Linked DNA regions of Mus musculus: regions 1 and 2 are each linked to region 3. Evidence: chromatin contacts called from public Hi-C data. All regions are on one chromosome and are shown on one strand. The core of a region is the stretch at or near the end of the contact, and the rest is flanking DNA. Distances in the headings are between cores, read along the strand shown.

What was found. A called contact is a pair of places that touch in the nucleus more often than the background predicts.
Region 1: a contact with region 3 is called in a Hi-C map of cerebellum, with 1.7 times the contacts expected there. The contact joins two enhancer-like sites. A contact is called at or near these places in 4 of 484 Hi-C or Micro-C datasets (cerebellar granule neurons, cerebellum and nephron progenitors).
Region 2: a Hi-C map of cerebellum shows a contact between it and region 3, with 1.5 times the contacts expected there. The contact joins two enhancer-like sites.

The regions. Positions count from the first base shown.
Region 1 is chr11:35,303,796-35,306,703 of GRCm38.p6, forward strand. All of the region lies in intron 4 of Slit3 (slit guidance ligand 3), which reads left to right. It overlaps Gm46277 (a long non-coding RNA gene), which reads left to right. Exons shown (of 2, transcript XR_003949657.1): 1 at 1-2,908. Among named protein-coding and RNA genes, the nearest start is that of Gm46277, 17 kb to the left of the region's middle. Within about 2 kb of position 1,371, at least 14 of the 459 cell types and tissues checked have an H3K27ac peak or open chromatin away from gene starts, as enhancers often do. A contact at or near this core is called in cerebellar granule neurons and cerebellum, where this site is marked.
Region 2 is chr11:35,230,519-35,233,654 of GRCm38.p6, forward strand. The region is part of intron 3 of Slit3 (slit guidance ligand 3); the gene reads left to right. Among named protein-coding and RNA genes, the nearest start is that of Gm33453, 5.9 kb to the left of the region's middle. Within about 2 kb of position 1,368, at least 29 of the 459 cell types and tissues checked have an H3K27ac peak or open chromatin away from gene starts, as enhancers often do. A contact at or near this core is called in cerebellum, where this site is marked.
Region 3 is chr11:35,666,585-35,669,680 of GRCm38.p6, forward strand. The region is part of intron 26 of Slit3 (slit guidance ligand 3); the gene reads left to right. All of the region lies in intron 2 of Gm46278 (a long non-coding RNA gene), which reads right to left. Among named protein-coding and RNA genes, the nearest start is that of Gm46278, 8.5 kb to the right of the region's middle. Within about 2 kb of position 1,732, at least 24 of the 459 cell types and tissues checked have an H3K27ac peak or open chromatin away from gene starts, as enhancers often do. A contact at or near this core is called in cerebellar granule neurons and cerebellum, where this site is marked.

The sequences.
Region 1 (2,908 bases), core at 121-2,620, 360 kb before region 3:
TTCCATAGCCTGAAAAAATGACTTGGGAAAACCCTTCTGGACCCCATGCCAGTAGGAGTAGTTTCCTGTTGGCCCTTGGGGCATGCTGTGCCTAGTCTGTGCATGAGTCCACCAAGGCTTTTTTTGTCATATGTTATGGTTCCCACATCCTGATGTCATAGCTGAGACTTGAACGCAGGCTACCTGACCCTGAAAGCTCTTGTCTTCCATCGTAGCCTTTCATCTATGAGTACAACTGTCTTGCCATCTGCCTAGAGAGCTTATTCCACAAAGGTCCGCTGCACGGTTACTGGGTACCCCACTTTACGGTAACAGAACATAACTGCAGTGTGGTGGTGGTGGTGGGGGTAAACCTGAAGAGAGAATGGGGTGTGGTGGTGGAAGAGCCCAGAGCTGCCTTTGAGCCGGCCAGTGAGGACAGGGAAGGTTCTCAGAAGCAGAAACACATAAGCTGAGAGGAAGAGGAAAAGGAAGCCAGCTAAGACCACACTGGGAGGCAGTTGGCACAGGAATCCAGGCAGAGGACACGATGTGAGCCAAGGCCTGAAGTAGGAGAGTTGGGAGGAATTAAAATCTCATTGGCGGGAGAGAAGAGAGCCAGGTGGTTATTTTTCCTGCCTCTGTAGCCAGACTCAAACAGAGAAGATGGCTCTAATCCCATTGTATTCCCAGGCTCCTGTGATCCAAGACATGGCTGGGGGCCTGCGTCTGTCATTCTGTGGAGTCCTACAGTGGCCTCCTTCCTGGAGCTGCCACCCTGTGGGAGAGGTTATCACCAGACAGAAATACAAGCAGTCCCTTCACCATCCTCAAGGCCCACAGCTTAGAAGAAGAATAGTTCTCTCTAGGGTTTCAGAAATGTCAAGCCCATGTCTCCATCTACTTGGAATGAAAGACCGGGGTTACAGCACTAAGGAACAGGCAGATGGGCCCAGCCACAGCTCTTAAGAATTTCAGTAAAGCCGAGAGGCACAGTTAGATCAGGAAAACGTGGGAGGGAAGCTGAATTTTCTGTTCTGTCCTCTTCCAACATTCCTAGGTTCTAGGTTCCAGAGTGCAATTGTCCCTTAGACTACAGGGGCGGGGAGGGACAGGCTGTAAGGACAGTGCTCCTCCGGTAGATATCAGAGTCCATGTACTTTCCAGCCTTTTATAGAATGGCACACCATTTACCTTTAACAAGTCATTCCTCTCATATCTCCTAAATCATCTCTAGGTTATGTGTAAAATATAACATTACATAACTAGTCACCGTATACTACCATTGTTTAGGGAAATCGTGACCAAAAGAAAAGGGCTGGGCCTTTGAGTGGCGATGCAATTGTTTTCTGAATGTTTTTCAGTTCAAGGTTAGTTGGCACTGTGAATGCTGAGCCGGTGGATATACAGGGCAGGCTGTGCAGGCTTGGGCTGGGAGGGAAATGTACCGCATGGTTGATCTGTGAAGAAGAGAAAGGAGACAGACAGGCTTCTCATCTTTCCTGCCAGCCGTGAGGTGAGGGGCAGGGTCCAGCCATATGGGCAGCCAAGAGGAGGCAGGGACTGCAGCACTTGCTCAGCACTAATTAGGGCCTGGCTGGAGTGTCTGCAAGGACCCCAGCAGGGACGTTTCCTGCACAGGGCAAGCAGCCCTGGATTAGGGGCCGACAGGTGCTGCCTCCTCTGACACTTTTGGCAACATCCTAGCCACTCCTATGACTTGTCCCTAGATGCAGGTGACCTTGGAAATGTGAAGAGTCTAGAGGAAACCATCTTCCCGGCGCTCTTTGTGGAGAGAGCAGGAGCTGAAAGGCTTCCGTGGAACTTCAGCGCGTGGACGGGTGGGTGGCATTTCAGTGCGGCTGTTCCAACTCGCCCTGGAAAGCAAGCCAGTGTTTACCCTCAGTGTTTACCGTGAGGTCTGGGACATGGCATGCCTTCACATACTGTGAGGAGGTGGGGGGCCTTTGGGGTGCGCAGACAGTAGCATTAGGAATGGGGTCGAGGAAGAGATGGCAAAGAGTCAGGGTCACTTGATGACTGCATTCAACATTGGCGGGTTTGTTTGGGCTTTTGGTTATTGTTTTGTGTTGTCTGATTTGTGATTTTTGTTTGTTTAGAGGATTGATTGTATATGTTGAGCCAATACTTTTGATACCAGAATGACTGTCCACTTGGCTTCCTCTAAATGACCAGCTTGCACTGGAGGTGATGAAGAAGCTGCTGTCAGAAAGAAATCTCCACAGAACAGCCTCTCTTTCCCTTTCATGCCTGCAGCACAGACCTCAGCCCTGTCTCTCATAGTCTTGTAGACATCCCTGCACCCAAGTGCTCAGCCATCTGTCCCCCATACTGTGGCTTCTACATTCTAACACAAATAGGAAACTGCCAACCACGATCTCTGAATCTTGGTCTTCCTGCTTCTCTTTGCTCTGGCGCTTGCTGGTTTATATACTAACGATACCAGGAGGAGTCTTTATAAATAAATAAAAAACTATTATCATGAAATAGGCAAGGCAGACCAACTTTATAAAGTGAAGAGGTTTATTCAGCTCACATGTCTAGGAATCTGTGTGTGTGTATGTGTGTGTGTATGTGTACAGGATCTGACAAGGAGGCCCTGGCATGTCACGTCATAGGGGATAACAATGGCAGGGAAGAGGTCACACATCATGAAATGAGTAGCCAGGGACCGAGGTCTTGCATTCCCTATTAAGGGCATACTGTAAGTGACTTTAGGTCACTCTACCCGCTCCACTCTCAGGTATTTTATCAATTCCTGTATCACTGCGCTGGAGACCAAGCTTGCATGCGCTTTGTGAGGCCCCTCTTACCCTCTTACAGTGTAACCGTGTCATAGTACTCCGAAAGGCATCTTCAATGCTGAGAGCAGTGATGTTTGGTGGAAAATGTGTTTTCCACATAGTTA
Region 2 (3,136 bases), core at 118-2,617, 440 kb before region 3:
CACAAACCTACTGGTTACACCTGGTTTCTGTCTCTGCATTGGTGCTTAATTATTACTAACGAAGCCTACACTCATAACTCTAGAGCCCTCTTAACTGTCCTCCTTAATTTCTGTGTCGCCCCCTTCCAAGTCAGAGAGGACTGCTCTATAGGTGGTCCTCAACTCTACTGCCACCGGAGAGGACTTCTTCAAATTCTAACCAGATGGTCGCTTTCTTGATGATACTCTTTCTGTTGCTTATCTTACATAAAGGCTGCTCCCAACTTCCTCACAAAAGCAGTACAAGACTGCCCCCAACACAGCCCGTAGACTCTGCCATCTACAGGAATGCATAGACTCTAAGCCTAGGGTGTGGCTTCTGAAGAGACCCACTTATCCTTCCAACTGGAACTCAGACTCTCTTTCTTTGGGACACTGTTAAACTAGGACTACCTAGCTGCCCCTCCTCCATGTCCCTGTCACACCTCTGCTTACAAGATCATGGTGTCATTTTATACTTCACATCTGTCTTCCTCAACCACACATGGTCTTAAAGAAGAGATTGTATCTCATTCGTCTTTTCGTTCAGGCTTTTATTTTAAAAGAGCTGGAGAGATGGCAGGGTGGAAGGAGAGTTTAATGGACAGATACACGGATCGGTCTGTGGATCACTGAAATGGTTCAGTTCAACAGTGGTCAAAGCTTCTGAACATGTGTTGCACGCATGGCTAAATGCAAGATGGTCTTCAACAACCCCTTTACAAAGACAAGCTGTGTTTCTTAAAGCTCCACAGTTGAAGTCGAAAAACTATGAGGGCAACTCAGCAACCAGGAGGCTTTGACCTTGATCCAGAGCAAAGCTCAGAGGTGCTTCTGCTCATAGAAGAAAAGGAGGCACATGCATGGGCCCTCTCCTAGCTTAACCTGCCTTGCCTCCTGCTGACCTTATCTCTGCTGGCCTCACCCAGGTCCATTCGGCTCTACATTCAGCCCACTGTTCATTCTAACTCGAACAGTGGCTAGAGATGGCCACCTCCAGTGCCAGAGTCACATCAAAGCAGGTGGCATCAAAGCATCAAGGCCAACCACCATCTGCAACTTTCAGGAGAACAGCTTGTTTCTCTCTATTCCATACTCAATAACTCGGATAACTGGCCTCCTTGCTTGAAGTTTGACTTTCAAACCAGTCTAGTGCTCCCACAGGGAGCCAAGCAGAAGACCATTGTCCAATTGTTTCACCAAGGAAAACAGAATAAGTCTTAGAGTGATCTAGAAATACAACATTAAGCTTCTGATATGGAGAATTGGCACGCGAACCAACCAGTCAACGGTGGAAAGGCCCTGGGGCTACTGGGATCAGAGCCCAGCCTGGCCGCCAGGAATCCTCATTCAGGGGTTGAGAAGCAGCCGGCAAAGCACAATTGGCTAAATTTGGTTGTGTTTTTATTTTTGTCCAGCCATAAATACCGGCAAAGAAATGAAAACTATTCCTTTCCTTCCGGGAGCCTCAGAGCCAGGCTGGCTTTATTTTTAGCTGCTAGTCTAGGGCTTTTAGCACACTAAATACTCTGTCCACTACTATAAGAGGCAGTGGGCTAGACTCTAGGGGTTTTGCCTAGACCGAGAGTTGGGTGTCTGAACTGAATTCTTCCCAGACTTTGTGCAATTATGATGACAAGGGTGGCTCCAGACAGAACCAAAGAGGGACTCAGTTCTTGTCCAAAGGGTCCCCAAGAGAGTCCTTTTCAGGAAAGGCAGAGTGCTCAGAGCAGATCAGTGTCTGGAGAGGGTGGAAGAAGTCGCAACTGTAGATGAAAAGAAGCAGAAGAATTGTAGATTGGGAATGGGCCCGGGTACTTTTATTCTGTGAAGGTTTTGAGTGCCCTGATTCAGGACCTGAAGCTAGCTAACTATGACCAGATCCTGCTACAGCACCCCTGAGAGATGATGTGGCCTCGGTCTGGCCTGGATACTTGGCTTTGAATTTATTATGTAAGAGGCAAGAGGACAATAACAACCCAGCCTTAAGCTCTACTTGGAGAGACTGCCAGGGCCGCAGGAAACATAGCATTTGGTATGCAGAGCAGAGGTTGGGAGCAGCCATCCCTAGCATCATTATCACGAGGGCCTTCATGTGACATTCAGTATTCCACATGTTCTAGGCCAGTTCTTCCTGGAACCAGAGGAGTAGTGTCATTTGCATTTGGAAAACAGAGGGTCAAAGGGCTTAGTAACTTGTCCTTAGCTCTACAGTGAGAGAATAATCCAGCCAAGCCTAAAACCAGCACTGATGAGCCTCAGTCCTAACACCATGCCTTCAGTGGGACCAGTGACCTCTATATGCTATGAAGAGACTTATCACTGAACACATAGGAGCTGCTCTAAGCAGGGAACTAGGTTCCTCTGCCTTGAGTCCTCCAGTTTCATGATAAGAGTGTGCAAACACGATGTCAAACGTGATTTTATTTTTTTATTTAAGCAGAAAGCAACTAATGGATACTGAATGTAGAATGGTGTCTACCCGGGATGTTAGAAGGGAAAATCAGGGAGTTGTTAAATGGATAGTATAATTGTGTGAGACGGAAGTGTCCTGGAGATTCGTCCTACAGCCAGGAGAATACAGTCCACATGACTGTGCCTCCTACCTCCGAACTGTGTGCTTAGAAACTGAGAGGACAGCTAATTTCATGTGGTATGATTTCGCCATCCTTTTTAACAATTAGAAATAAGATCTCAAGTATTGGGGTCAGACCATCGTAGAGGCAGGCAGCGGGTTGGAGCGTTTCCTGTCCTACTTCCCAGCCTTTCTGTTCCGTCTTCCCTATGATCAGAAGCTTCCTCAGCAGCATCCCTGGTCCCACCCCACATGGCACAGACTTTGTCAGGGCTAAGGTGCATGCTCTGTGAAGGGCGTTCATTAGGCGACATTGTGATGCTTCTCTGTCTCGTGCTTGGCCCTTTCTGACCTGCTTTGAGTCCCTGGTTCCACCAAAGATTTTGTCTATAGAATGGGAGGAGATAGTAGTTAAGTCTCCCTTCCCAGAGTCATGTTTTCTTAGAGTACATGTAGGGAAAGGAGCAGGCTTGGACTTCGTTTCAGAGAAGTGGGGTGCAGGTCCTGCTTTCCTCCTCAGTTTGTTTAGCTCTAACATGGGGG
Region 3 (3,096 bases), core at 482-2,981:
GTCCCAATTACCATGTTTTCAAGCAGTGGAAATACCTCCTAGATCTCTGGGCTCAGCCGGAAGGTCTAAATGAGATCCTACATACCACACCACCCTTGGTATAGGGATGGGAATGGGGATTCTGCCTAAGCCAAGTGTTACTTTGCAAGAACATCAGAGTATACAGGCCAGGGCTGGCGGGGGTGGGGTGGGGGTCCCATTGGATCCTTTTTGAGGTTCTCTTATTCTTCTCTTCATAATTATCTCTATAGTACCACTATCATGCATGCATGTATCCCTGAACTATCTAGCATACCCAGCCCTGCCTCAGACCCTAGTCATGGTCATCACTGCCACTTTCTTACGGGGCTGCATCGCCTAAGAGGTACCTTGAAAGTAATGTGATTTACAATGGTAATTCATTCCGCTTGGGGCAAATAGAGATTAAGCATCCCTTATATGAAATGCTTGAGACCAGAAGCATCTCAGATTTCAGATGTTTCTGGATCTTATAATACTTGCATGTGCATACTAAACTATCTTGGGGCTGAAGACCTGAGTGTGGGTCCCAGAACCCATGACAAAGCCAGGCATCATGATGCTAACTTATCATCTCAGAACTGGGCATCAGAGGCAGTCATATGGTTAGAGCTTGTTGATCAGCCTGCCTAGACAAGTGGTCAAGACTCAGGTCCCAGTAAGAGACGGGCCACTGAGTTAACTCCATGGGCAAAGGCACTTACCACACAAATGTAGTGACATAACTTGGATATCCAGAACCCATGGATCTTAGGATATCCGTTGGTGCCAAGAGACACTATAACCAAGGCAAGTCTTATAAAGGACATTAGTTGGGGCTGGCTTACAGTTTCAGAGGTTCAGTTCATTATCATCATGGCGGGAAGCAGGTAGACATGGTGCTTGAGGAGTTGAGATCTCTGTATCTTGATCCAAAGGCTGCCAGGAGGAGACTGCCCTCTGCAGGCCGCCAGGAGGGGACTGCCCTCTGCAGGCAGCCAGGAGGGGACTGCCCTCTGCAGGCAGCCAGGAGGGGACTGCCCTCTGCAGGCAGCCAGGAGGAGACTGCCCTATGCAGGCAACTAGGAAGAGAGTCTCTTCCTCACTGGGCAGAACCTGAGCATAGGAAGCCTCAAAGTCCACTTACACAGTAACACACTTCCTCCAACAAGGCCATGCCTATTTCAGTAAAGCCACACCTCCTAATAGTGTCACTCCCATGTGCCAAGCGTTTAAACACCTGGGAGCCAAATGTATTCAAACCACCACATTGTAAAGGAGGGATAAAAGGACTAACTCCACAATGTTATCCACTAACCTCCACAATTGCACTGTGGCATACACCATACACACACACACTCACACACACTCTCTCACACACATGCTCTCACACACAGTCACACTCAAAGATATCTAGGAAACAGAACCCAAATCTAATAATGAAATTAACCTGGTTTATATATATACATAGGCTGTCATTGAAGGCATTTTTACTATACCCTCATTTGGACCATGACCTGAAGTCAAGGGTAGAATTTTTTTCCACTTCTGGTGTATCAGCACCCAAATGTGTCATTGTACTTTGAATTCCTGGATTAGTCATACTCTACCTCACTCCTATTTCATGGGACATAAAAACAAGGTCAACAAGGACCAGTCATTTCCTTACGGCATGTAGCTGCCTGCCTAGACTCAGCTCCAGTCCACTCCACTCCAGAGCCCAGGTTTTCAGAGGAGCAGACCAAATGGTCCAGCATAGAGGTGCCTGGTGCTGAATATGTACTCAGCCGTCTGGGCTCATCTGTTGGCCGCCTGTTTCACTAACTGCTGTGAAGTCTCAGGCCTATTTCCTTCTTTTCCAAGTCTGCCTTCCCTATCTGATAAAAGGGAGTGTAATGACAATTGTACTAATCTCACAGGGTTCTTGGGAACATTATATGTGATCATGAATATAAAACACTTAGCTTGAAGCCTGGAGAACGTGCTCAATACCGTGAGTGAGAATTCCTATTACACTTTCCATTCCAGACACCGGCTTTCAGAAAGCGGGCCCTGAGTCACTGTGGCATGGGGGGGGGGGGGAGCCAGATAGCTCCTCAAAGCACACATTTCCTCTCACTCTCCCCTCTCAGAAACCTCTGTGTGGGGGATGGACTCATATAAAGAACCAGACAGACAGGGACTCAGCCTTCCAGCTACTGGAGAGGGGCCTGAGGCTCCTACAGGCAAGAGAGTGGGAGGATACCTCTGGGCCCACAGTGGAGGCTATCCTGGCCCTACGCCTCAGGCTCAGCTGGCAATAAGCACACAGCCAAGAACCCCCAGTCCCATGCATAGTCACTGTCCCAGCCATAGACACTGGCAGCAACAGAAGATGGGACAGGCTCTTCTCAGGCAGATGGTGAGCAGGTGGCAGTGGCAGTGGGAAGGCTACCATGATCACCCTGGCCTGGCATGCACTCAAGTCACTGAACCCATGGCTCAAAACTATATACAGCAGCTACCCCCTCCCCAGCCCTGGTGCTACTGGGTCCTACAAAGTACAGCTTGCATGTCCCAAGAGAGTACAGGATCCATGTCCCAAGTATAGGGTCTGTGTCCCAAGAGAGAAGCAGGAGCCATGGGGGCAAGAGGATCCCTGGGATGTTAGGTTTAGTGTCTACAGTCTGGGCCTTGAGGTCACCCACTCAGAGCCTTTGTCCTTGTTCCTTCTACCTGGCATAATCATCCCCACCTGCCACTCACTGGCTCCTCCTCAGCTCATACCCTGAAGAAGAGCCTGATCCAGTGGAACTCTGCCTCATTCCAAACGACTGCAGTTCTTAGTCTGGCCTGGCCTTGGACTCACCTTTGGAACTTGAGAACAAATGCATACAGCAAAGCTATACTACAGACCAACCAGCCAAGGAGAAAGTGGGAGGTGGGGGGGTGTCCCTTTATAGAACACAGGTCTACAGGTTATATCTTACTTCCCCCTGCTCATGGTATGGACTATATTTAAACCTCAATAAAACAAATAGCAATACCATCTGCTAGCTTTTATAGAATGCCTACTATGTGCCAAGTGTGCCAAATAATAGCGGGGGCTACTGCTGACAC